Regions from separate parts of the Rattus norvegicus genome. Here region 1 is linked to region 2. Evidence: chromatin contacts called from public Hi-C data. All regions are on one chromosome and are shown on one strand. The core of a region is the stretch at or near the end of the contact, and the rest is flanking DNA. Distances in the headings are between cores, read along the strand shown. Region 1 holds the start of Cby1 (chibby 1, beta catenin antagonist). Region 2 holds the start of Pick1 (protein interacting with PRKCA 1).

Evidence for each region. A called contact is a pair of places that touch in the nucleus more often than the background predicts.
Region 1: a Hi-C map of liver shows a contact between it and region 2, with 2.7 times the contacts expected there. The contact joins the promoter of Cby1 here to the promoter of Pick1 in region 2. A contact is called at or near these places in 9 of 12 Hi-C or Micro-C datasets (the A7r5 cell line, the Rat2 cell line, frontal cortex and 5 more) and 1 of 1 datasets of contacts at active chromatin or transcription factors (oligodendrocytes).

Annotation. Positions count from the first base shown.
Region 1 is chr7:113,093,354-113,099,150 of GRCr8, forward strand. Cby1 (chibby 1, beta catenin antagonist) reads left to right here and starts at 3,959. Exons shown (of 5, transcript NM_145676.2): 1 at 3,959-4,002. It overlaps Fam227a (family with sequence similarity 227, member A), which reads right to left and starts at 3,515. Exons shown (of 18, transcript NM_001130581.3): 1 at 3,406-3,515.
Region 2 is chr7:112,673,645-112,679,058 of GRCr8, forward strand. It overlaps Pick1 (protein interacting with PRKCA 1), which reads left to right and starts at 3,901. Exons shown (of 13, transcript NM_053460.2): 1 at 3,901-4,089; 2 at 4,267-4,370; 3 at 5,178-5,289. The coding sequence starts at 4,330. It overlaps LOC134479937 (a long non-coding RNA gene), which reads right to left. Exons shown (of 2, transcript XR_010053884.1): 2 at 3,241-5,414.

The sequences.
Region 1 (5,797 bases), core at 2,709-5,208, 420 kb after region 2:
TGGGACACTCTGCCTGTCTCCTGGGTCCAGCTAGGTTCTACCCTATCTCCCTCCATATCCAGAGTCCAATGCCGATGACCCGGCAATAACGAAGGCCAGAGCCTTAGGTCTTGTCCCCAGGCAGATCTTTAATAATGACAAGAGCAAAGACGGAGCTTCATGGAGACACTAACCCAGGTCTCCTTAACATAGTCCTTCCTGCACCCCACTCCCCCAATTCAGTCTTCCTCTCCACTCTCTTCTCCCCGGCCAGGCATCCCAGAGGCCTGGCCCACGGACTTGTCCCAGTTTCCTGTCATGATATACTCTTTAAAAAATATTTTTATTAATGGGGAAGAGCACAAGACCCTGGCGCACACGTGGAGATCAGAAGACGACAACCTCAGGGAGTCAGCTTCCTCCTGCTGCCTGGCCCAGCGATAGAGGCCAGGTTGCCAGGCTTGTGTGGTGAGCATCTGTCCCTGCTGAACCGTCTAGCTGGCCCTTATGCCCTATGCCTCTGCACATGAGGGTCCTTCCATGGACTTGGCCCTTGTGTAATACATCATCTTTTGAAAGACCTTCTAGAAGATCATTATTCCAGGCCCCCAGAACCATGATTCTTTTTTTTTTTTTCCCGGAGCTGAGGACCGAACCCAGGGCCTTGCGCTCTACCACTGAGCTAAATCCCCAACCCCCAGAACCATGATTCTTTTACATGTCTACTTTCAACTGTTACAACACTTGATATATAAAGTCGGCAGGCTTGGGCTACCTAGCCAAATCCTGTCTCGAGAAAGAAAACCTGAACTGGACTGACTTACTTCTATGTCTTTCTCCATTGGGACAATTACTGGGGGGAGGGAGAGCTCACTAGGGTTAGAGTAACCACTCAGTACTTGTTTGTCCTTGGAAGAAGATGTCTATCACACACTGCTCTGTAGGAGCACCCGGTCCTTGTGCTCACAGCTAAGCTCTGGGAAAGCCAGGAGGGTAAACACAGAGGTTGTCTCTTCGAATCGTATACAATCTATTTTCTCACCAGAAGGCACTGGCATAGTTCATTGGCCTGGTGCTAACTGTGTGACCGGGCCGTACGGATCCCCCAGTCCCTTTCTTGACCTTGCCTGTTCAGAGGTTTATAGCGCTATCCTCCTCCACACCCTTACCACACTTCCTTATCCTCAGCCTGTTTTCTCGTTATCCATAAAACCTTCCATTCTTGTGGAAGGGCTCGCCTGTACTTCACTTTGTACATCGCTTTGAGCTTTGTTGTGCTCATGGGATTGAAATTTATCACCCGGAATCTTTCTTCTTTCTTTCCCTTTTTTTTTTTTCTCTTAAAGATGCCTAAAATAAATTCAGGGTCAGACTCGAAGTTTGAACCGAGTCTGATCATTACTCTGCTGGCCTTGATGGCAGCAAAGATCCCTCCCATCTGCCCCATCCCCGACCCCTGCACTGCTCCAACCGTTTCCGGCTCTCTGCTCCTAGTGGTTAGGCTCTCAGGCCAAGCGGGGGTGAGCAGAGGCAGGTGCACCTCAGGGCTTCTCATTGTCCTCCTACCTACTCCCCAGGATGGCTGGAAAATTACACTATGTTCTCTGGGAAGCTAGGCTCCGATGACTCTGTCAGGAAGTTTCTAGCTTTAGCCTAATGCTATTACTCACACCTAATGTGAGAACTGAGTAGCTTCTAAAGAGGAATGTTTACAATACACACACTGCTCCAGGCTGAATTCTCCTTCATACCATTTAAGGATTTGTGTGCTCTGGAGCCCAGTAAGTTTTCTGCCGTTGCCTGCAGAGGAGGGAAAGCGAGCTCCATTGAAAGCCGAGCTATGGCAAGCATAGGGCCAGGTGCTGGGGTGGGTGAGTGGGAGCTGAGGAACCTTTCCCCTCGGGGCATTATTTAGGGGGGTGGTTGACTATCCCAACTCAGAGTTAGCATTGGATAGCTCTCGAAATGCAGACTGCGGTACTGGACCTCTGTTCACCGTCAACTTTCAGCCACTTGATGACTATTTACTGAGGACCTTCCACAGACCAGAAAGTGTGCTCCAACTGGGCATAGAATGGTAAACTGGGCCAGACAGGATGCATGGCCCTAGTGGGGCTAATGGGGTAGACTTGTAAAATTAAAGTACATAATTATAAAACATAGGTCATAAAAATTATGCATGTGATGATGAATTATAACTCCCTACTGCTCCCAAAGAAGAACAGGATTATGAGATGGCAATGTGGCTTTGTTTCTTGTTTTGAGGCAGCGTCTCACCACGTAGCCCTGGCTGGCCTGGCACTTGCTATGTAGACCAGGCTGGCCTACAACTTACAGAGATCCTCCTGCTGCTGCCTCTGGACTGCTGCAACAGTTTGTTTTGACCTAGTTACAGAGATCAAGGTGAGAAGGAAGAGAAGGAGTTAACTGGTTGAAGGGGAGAAGAAACGCCACCCAGACAGAGGACAACAAGGTTGGAAAGGCGCTCCTTGGACGCTGCCCAGGCCCATTGCCACTAGTCACACAGGGAAACAAAGTCCTTAAGTTTGGCTAGCGTGACTGAAGAAGGTAAAATTTCTTTTAAAATTAAAAACAAACATGTGGTAAAATTTAAGATATTTGTTTAATCATGTTTTGGACAAACCCAGTTAAATGCAATAATACTCAAGTTAATTTTATCTGTTTTGAATTGACCTTTAAAAGCACAGGGCTGGGTATGGTAGCCCTAGCCTTTAATCTGAGCTCTCTGGAGACAGAGGCAGGAGGGTCTTTTTAAGTTGGAGACCAGCCAGAACTACATGGTGAGCCCCAGTCTCAAATCTCAAACAAATGAAGCAAAACAAAAGAGTAGGGGTCTGAAGCCAGGCTGGGTGTGTGTCTGTAATTCCAGCACTGAGAGGCTGAGGCAGGAGGATGAGATAGGAGTATCCAGTGAGACCTTATCTCAAAATATGAAAGGTGCTTCAAGGATATCACCGGAATCAGCGTGCACAAGGCTCTGCATTCAACATCCAAAAACTGCTAGAATGATCGCAATTTACAAACGTGCTCTGCTTTGTGTTTCTGTAGTGATTGCTACACCAGATATGGTGGGTTTTGATGTGGAATTCTCTCTTCGAATGCTGTGTGACGAAGGTGGAGGAAAACTGTTTGGAGGCATAGAACGCTCATCCCTGTCATTTATGGCTGGGATGACCTCGTGCACCCACTAGGCAGATAGGAAACGCCTTCTGAATGGCCCATTTCTTCATTTACCGAACTGAGCTACAATACCGGCCCTTAGAACTGACTCTCCAGTTTCTCTGCCCCTTGTTCACTAGGCGACCTTCCCTGAACCTCAGTTTCCCTTGCTTGTGGGAGTGTGGAGGAGGCAGGCCTGGCAGGAGCCAGTTTGCTATTGGCAGGGAGTCGTCGTGCTTGTCTTACCTGAAAGCTTCGGCAGAATCCCAAAGCCTCAGGGCGAGTTCCGCCACCCGCCCCTCGGGCGACCCGACCAAGCTCCGGATGGCCGCCGGCATCCGCGACCCCAAACCGCCGGGAAGGGGCGCGGTTTGCTTTGTGGCCGGGGCGGGGGAGTCGCAGGTCGGGCCATTTTGCTACTATGAGTCCAGCCAGGGTTACCACGTACTCCTTTAACACAACAAAGCAGCTCTCAGCCTGCCTTGTTGCCAGTGTACACGGTTACTATGGCGACAGCGGCGACCCGGGGACCAGACCAACACGTTTAGGGGGCACGCCTCTCCCGGCCTATGCCACAAGGCTTTGTGTGTATCTCCAGAAGACGTGCTCGAGGCTTTCCTCTATTCATGAACCCGAGGGAGACTCAGGGGACCTCGCTGCTTCTCGGAGGCTCGTCTCGGAGGTGGTTTTCCCTCTGTCCTCAGTGGTAGAAACCAGAGAAGCCGCGCGTGCGCACGATGGGGAGCCGGGTGCCAGCCAATCGCGGTCGCGGCAGTTGACGCGGCCTGGGCGGATCCTTGCAGAACCCTGAGGGCTAGCTCTGGACTCTGGCTTTGCACACAGGTACATCTGGGAGCAGCGTGCGGATACCCGTATCAGTCGTGGTGGGTGGGATGCCTGGGTACCCCTGGAGAGGATAGCGGGCAGGCCCGGTGGTGGCGTGCTCCCCTGGTGCATCTTGCGACGGTGACTCGGAGATGGTGTTTTGACCCATCCTTTGAAGGTCTTCTAACCGGTACTGAACTCTTAGGTGCTGTGGCCCGTGAGCCTGCAGACGCGAGACTGGCTGGCTCTTAACTTTTTCGAGACACGTTCCCTTTGAGAATCCAGTGAAAACCAAAGATGCTTCCTTTAATTTTTTTTGTCAGAAGGAAGATAATGTGTTTTATAGCCCGATGCAAACTAAAGCTTCGCACAATAAGTGCAGTTTCCTGAAAAGGGAGACAAGTCGATCTACTTCCCAGGGTCGTGCTGAGCATCTGATGTCCCAGTAATTTGTAAACATGAAAGCACTCTTAACCTGCGAGCTTGGTGCTGTTCTTTGTGATTATAAGGGACTCAAGGGATGGAGGGATGGCTCTGAGACACAGAGAACCGGTTGTTGTTGCAGAGAATCCGAATTCGATCCCCAACTCACAAACGCCAGTAATTCTAGTTCCAGGAATCCGCAGACACAAGGCACGACGCTCGGAGGGTGAGCAACAGTGTTGGTTGGAAACCAGGTACAAGCCCTTAACTTTCTTGGCCCTGGGTCCTCTATGAGAGAGCTTCACTAAAGAATCCTAGGATCTCAGCAGAATCGCCTATCCAGCCATCCAGAGGTCTTGCAGCTGCTGATATGGGAGCATCTTTCTGGGCACTAATATGTCCTGTGCCTTGAAGGGTGTGTGTGTGTTTAAAGAGTCTGTGAGGGGGCCTGGGGGAAAGGCTCAGTGAATGTGGGTACTTACTGCTCAAGCATGAGGACCTGGATTCAAGTCCCCCAACGTCTCGGTCAAAAGCTTGCTAAGGACTCTGACACGTGCAATTCTAGGACTGCTGGCGGCAGAGACAGGTCTGCTGGTACTTGCTGGTCACCAGTGTAGCTCCAGGTTCAGTGAGATACCCCGTCCAAAGGGAATCCAAGAGGACACCCGATGTCCCCGTCCAGACCCTGCATCTTACACACATACGTATTCATAAAGCACACGCATACCCCCGCACATATGCACGCATACAGCACAGAAGCACACACGTTGAAAAAACAAAACCTGCCATGAAGCCTTGTGGTTTTATGACTTCTCTTTACTTGTTTTACTTAAAAGCTGGCCTCTTTCCCGAGCCTACGTGATGTTACGGATTTTATGAGGGGGGTTTTGTGCTGTGATTAAAACTAGTGTGCTGAGTGTCATTGTCAGCGCCATCCTGGGCTGGCTCTCTCCTTAAGACCTCACCAAGTCAGGTGACTTGACACACGGACTGAGTTATAAGTACCACTCTCGATCCGGGAGTGAAATCCGAGTATCGCTTCATGGCTTTAGAATGACGTCTATGCAGAAGTTAGCGTTCCTGGTGCTGCTCTTACTGTCTGACAGGAATAGTAGAAATATCCTCCCGTGCGCCACACGATGCCAACGGGTGACAGAGTTGCCTGAGGTTAGCATCACTGTGAAGCCACTCGAACTTTGGTTCCAATGCCTGTTCCCACTGAAGACCTTGGCTGTCCAAATGTCACCAATCAAATGGGGTGAATAGGAGGGGCGCGTCGAGGAGTAGTTGAGTTAAATGAGATTATGCAAAGACCTTAGCACACACTTCCTGGTACACAGGAAGCACCCAGCACATGGGTGCTCCTACCTGTTAGGACTTCAAGTCTTCT
Region 2 (5,414 bases), core at 2,651-5,150:
GGCTATTTTGGCATCCTTAGGCAGTAGTACTGAAATCAGCCACCAGGTGGCAGCACGTCCTCAGGAAAAGGATGTGTGAAGGCAGTGGGGCTGGGGTTGAATCTGATGCTGGGACCCGGAGAGACCAGGCCCAGAATGGGAGAACGAAATGTGGATGTGTTTTGTAAGTGATCTCTTTCACACAGATGGCAGAGGGTTCATTGCGCTCCACAGGAAAACCGTGTGGTCCAACCATTCAAAGAGCAATGCTTAACACTGGACTGCGGCTCCAGTATTAGGGAGAAATGCTGGGCCACTGCTGTTGGGGTCACTTCTCCTCAAAGATGTCCCCCCCAGGAACCCCTTGTGGCCACTCCAGTCCTCTCCTGCAGGTCCCATAGAGAACCATGTCAGTTTCTACGAGCATTTTACTCCAGGTCAGACAGATGCTTGGCTCTGGGGCAGATCCAAGGGCAGAGTAGGGCTTTTTGCCCTTTGGAAAGACAAGTGCTCACTTTGCCATTAGAATCTTTTTCTACCAGAGACCTAAACAAAGGTCCCAACCAGCCCTCCTTGCTCAGCTGGAACTGGGTTCTAGGCTGGGTGGTCTGACACACTTGTCCTCACACTGAAGCACAGTGTGGGCCATATTTCATACAGGTATTGGCTGTGAAGCATTCACTGCCGTTTGTCACGATGACACCCGCTGATGGGTTCCTAGCATCTGTGTAATCTATGGGAATCCCACGGTCAGTGAAGGAACCCAGGAAGCTCTGAAAGAAGGTGGGGGAAGCACTTCATAACGTGCCAGGACATGATCTCTAAGCTGCTATTGTTATCGTGGTTATCGGTTTACACTACTGATGATCACACAGGGCCTCACACAGGTTATGTAAGAGCTCCACCACCAAGTCACATCACCAGACTTTTAAGCCCCATTATAAAGGGGGAAGAAAGGTGGTGGCGCGGGGCTGGGGATTTAGCTCAGTGGTAGAGCGCTTACCTAGGAAGCGCAAGGCCCTGGGTTCGGTCCCCAGCTCCGGAAAAAAAAAGAACCAAAAAAAAAAAAAAAAAGAAAGGTGGTGGCGCACACCTTTAATCCCCGTACTCAGACAGCAAAATCAAAGTTGATCTGAGTTTGAGGCCAGCCTGGTTTATAGATGGGGTTCTAGGACAGCCAGGGCTACACAGAAAAACCCTGTCTCAAAAAAAACAAAAACAAACAAACCAAACAAAAAAGCAGGGTGTGTGTGTGTGTGTGTGTGTGTGTGTGTGTGTGTGTGTGTGTGTGTGCTTTCCAGAAAAAGAACAAGAACATAGGTCTTGACTCAGGGACACCATGAAGGGATGTTGTAGGACAACACGTCATAGATCACAAATGATCCAGTCAGATGACTACTATCGCCAGAACTCAGAGAGACTGTGAACTGGAGCTATCTGGGAAAGCTTCCTGAGCTCGGCGACCTGGCGACCAAAGTGGGGAGAACGGCACAAGCATCTTGCACGAGCTTCTTGCACTTAACTAAGGAGAGGAACCTGGTGCTGGAGAGATGGCTCATCAGGTAAGAGCACTGACTGCTCTTCCAGAGTTCCTGAGTTCAGATCCCAGCAGCCACATGGTAGCTCACAACCATCTGTAAAGAGATCCGATGCCCTCTTCTGGTGTGTCTGAAGACAGCTACAGTGTACTTATATATAATAAATAAATCTTAAAAAAAAAAAAAGAGGGGGGCCTGGTTCAGCTTGAGGGTTAGTGGTTTAAAGAACACTCTAACCCCATCCTCTTACTCTTGACCTTAACAAACACTTGCTGGATGGGGCCATTTTCCTCATTTTATTCTTCAGGATGTAGAGTTAGCTATTGGCCTGCTTCAAATTCCCTGGTGTGAGCCAGGCCTCAGCCAGGGGTCAGCTGGCCTGAGTGTGAGCTAGGGTTTTGGGGGTGGCAGGAGGTAAGGAAGCCCAGAGTTGGGTCCCCAGATCCACAAACACCACCGAGGAGGCGGAGGCGGGAAGTCAGCTTGGGATACATGAGATCCTAATTCAAAAACCAAACACTCCAGCTGCAAAAAGAGCTTGGGGAAAGCAACTCGTGGCTCTGACACTGGGGCGGTGCTTCTCAGAGCCCTCTCCCCACCTACACAGAGTAGCTGGCAGGACCTCTGCCTCACACCCAGGTGAAAATGAGCATCTCTGACAGTGGTCTGAGTTGCAGAGCAGTGAGCACAGGAGATGTGGTTGTCATGCTGAGACTTAGCTCAGCTCCCTGCAGGCCTTGGGAGGGCTTCTTTAGGATATGTGACACCCCTGTGGAGGGCTCTGTGAACACCAAGGAAGCAAGGTGTCAATCAGGAGAGGCAAGGTAGCAGTTTGGTCCAAAGTAACTCAGTAGCCAGTATTGGTTCAAACTTTTGAGTCCCTAGCCCTGTGTAGTTTATTTGGGGCATATTTAAGCACAGCACAATTTAATGAAAAGTTTCCTGGTGGGCTGGAGAGGTGGCTCAGCGGTTAAGAGCACCCAACTACTCTTCCAGAGGTCCTGAGTTCAATTCCCAGCAACCACATGGTGGCTCACAACCATCTGTAAAGAGATCCGATGCCCTCTTCTGGTGTATCTGAAGACAGCTACAGTGTACTTATATATAATAAATGAATAAAAAAAGTTTCCTGGTGATAATTAACTTGATAGTGTGCACATCAAAGCTCAAGACACGACTACATTGAAACTCTTTGTAAAGTACAAGTGGTATCTTCCATAAAGATTTGGTCTACAGATTTACTGGGAAAAGTAGGTCAAGATAAGGGTTGGGGAAGTATACAGTGTGGTCTTGACCATGCAGACAGAGCTATTACCCAGCTATTAACCACATCTGTTCCCAGCCTTCTAGGCAGAAAACGGGTTATATATCTTATCATTAAGTGACAATCCTGTGATTAGCATTCCTGGTTCCCCTAGTGATTATCTATGAGCACCAGGGGCCTCCGTGCCTCCTCCACACTCCGCCCCCAGCTGAGGAAGGACACCGGTCCCACTCTGCCTAGATGAGGTGGTTGCTAGCACCGTGGTCCCTGGAGGGTCATTCTCTTGCAGTGAACCCATTGGACATAATCATTGGCACCGGAAGTTGGTAAGAAGATAAGATTGGAGCTCCCGAGCTGGGAAGCACTGATGGTGTTTGTTGAGCCTCAGGAACATGGGGCCGTATCTTCAATAGAACTCCAGGGCCCTTGGGACTAAGGAAGGAGGTTTGGTGTGAGAGATTCTTTGCCAAAAAAACTTTTACTGGATGGTAATGTTTGTGGGGGAAAGACGTCAAATCTGAAAGAGGCAAAATTCACAGCTCCGAATTTAGCGCAGATGTTCAAAGATCCCAGACTGGCGGAAGGGGTCTCAGGGCCAAGATCTGGATCTTACACCAACTGTTATTATGTCTGAAAAAAGTTACTCCCTTTCTCAGATACTTAATTTCTTTCTTTGTGAGACTGGGATTTAGCGGGAACCTTACAGCACTAACTAAAGCTTTGTAGTGGAGGAGACACAGGTTTTTCTTAGGAAGCGGTATTGAAAATATGAAAACCAAGGTCTTGAGGTTTGCAATTCACTGAACTTTCACTAGCCCCAGGATGCTTCCGTTGCCCCGGCAACCGCCCGGCTAAGTGGTCCCCAGAGTGTCGCTAAGGAAGCTGGGAAGAGCTCTGTCCTCTCCAAGATGGCGGCAACGACAAGGGCGGGGTCCGGAGCCGCCAGCATGTCTAAACCTTTTCCTCCTTTTCCTTTTTTTCATACTAACGGCGAGCTTCCATCAACACTTGTTCTTTTTCCTGGTTCAGAGAGTCCCGGAGCAGAGACAGAAGGGGTGCCCGCAGGGATTGGGGCAAATACCCAAGGGGAGAGGCGGGACTTCCGCGTCCAACCGGAAGTGACGCGACAGTCGCGGTCGCCGCCAGGTGGAACGGCAGGTGGGTTCAGGTGCCAGCCTGGCCCGGGCCTGGCTGTGGGACGGACTCTCTCGGTGAGCGACTGAAGCGGCTCCCAAGGGTCTGGAGACCGTGGGGCGGGCTCCAGAATCCGAGCCCATCGCCCTGGCCTGGGGTCCTCCCCTGTACCAAGTAAGAATCACCTACCCCCACACCCCCACGCCGCGCCCTTCCAGCCTGAGGCTCCCTCTCCCAGTCTAGAGGGGAGGGGACCAGAGGCCGGCTGTCCGGGTGGGGGAGGGGTGGGAGCTTGGGGCTGGCATCTGGGCATTTCAGTTCCCTGAAGCCCTGTGCTCTTTTCTCCGTCAGACCCAGTTTCCTATTCCCCTCCCGAACTGGGCAGTTAGCCAGTCGGCCCCAGCTCTCGGAACCATGTTTGCAGACTTAGACTATGACATCGAGGAGGATAAATTGTGAGTATATTCTTTCCCAAGACCTGAGAACTGAGGACCCAGTTCCCTCGTGTCCTTGGGTGCCCTGGCTCCACACATTCTTTCTTTTTAGTGTACGGGAGTAGAAATGGTCCCAGACATCCCAGTAGTAGATCACTTGTAGGGGGTTGTGACAGGTTAACAGATAACACGACTTGGGCCATGTGAACCCTGAAGGCATTATCCAGGTAATGCTAGGGTGGTCTGGGAAGGTGTTCCAAAGCAGGTAACAGAGCCAGGTTGCAAAAGCTGCATGGAATGCCACCATCAGACCTTCCTCCCAGCACAGGTGATTAGTAATCAGAAATCATATTTGTCTGACCCTTAGAAAGAATGAGCCATCTCCTGGCCTTGTGTGTCGTTAGTCCTTAATAAGAGGTGGGTAGCCGTTGGTTGTTAGGAAATTGGTCTTCAGTAACCAAGCTGACATCTGAACCTGTTCACCACAAGACAGCCTAAGTTGTATTGTGAGTGCTGGGGTGTCTGAGCAGGAAGATGGCTGGAAGATAGTTGAGTAACCTTCTAAAGGAAGGGGGTTGTCATGTCCTGCAAGTACCTGAGAAAGGTTACAAAAAGTTTCCTTGGAGTTTAGTCTCACTGCAGATTTTTGGCAACCCTGGCTTTGACCCCACCACTGACTCTTGAGCAGTTCTGGTACAAATTGCTCTTTCTGGATGAGAAAGGAAGAGGCTACTTTATATAGGTTGTTGGAGCTTTTCTGGACATGGGACCCTGCTCCTTCCAGTCAGCGTTTGACCAGAATTCACTGTCACTTGCTTCTCTTCCCAGAGGAATCCCCACTGTGCCCGGGAAGGTCACCCTGCAGAAGGATGCTCAGAACCTGATTGGCATCAGCATCGGAGGAGGGGCCCAGTACTGTCCTTGTCTCTACATTGTCCAGGTATGAAACATACGTTGGAGGTCAGGGTAAGGTCCTGGGTGGAGTGTCGCACCTCCCTTCGTGAGCATGTCAGAAAGAGGTTCATTTCTCCACTCCGAAAAAACACTAGCTCCAGAGGCTGGGAG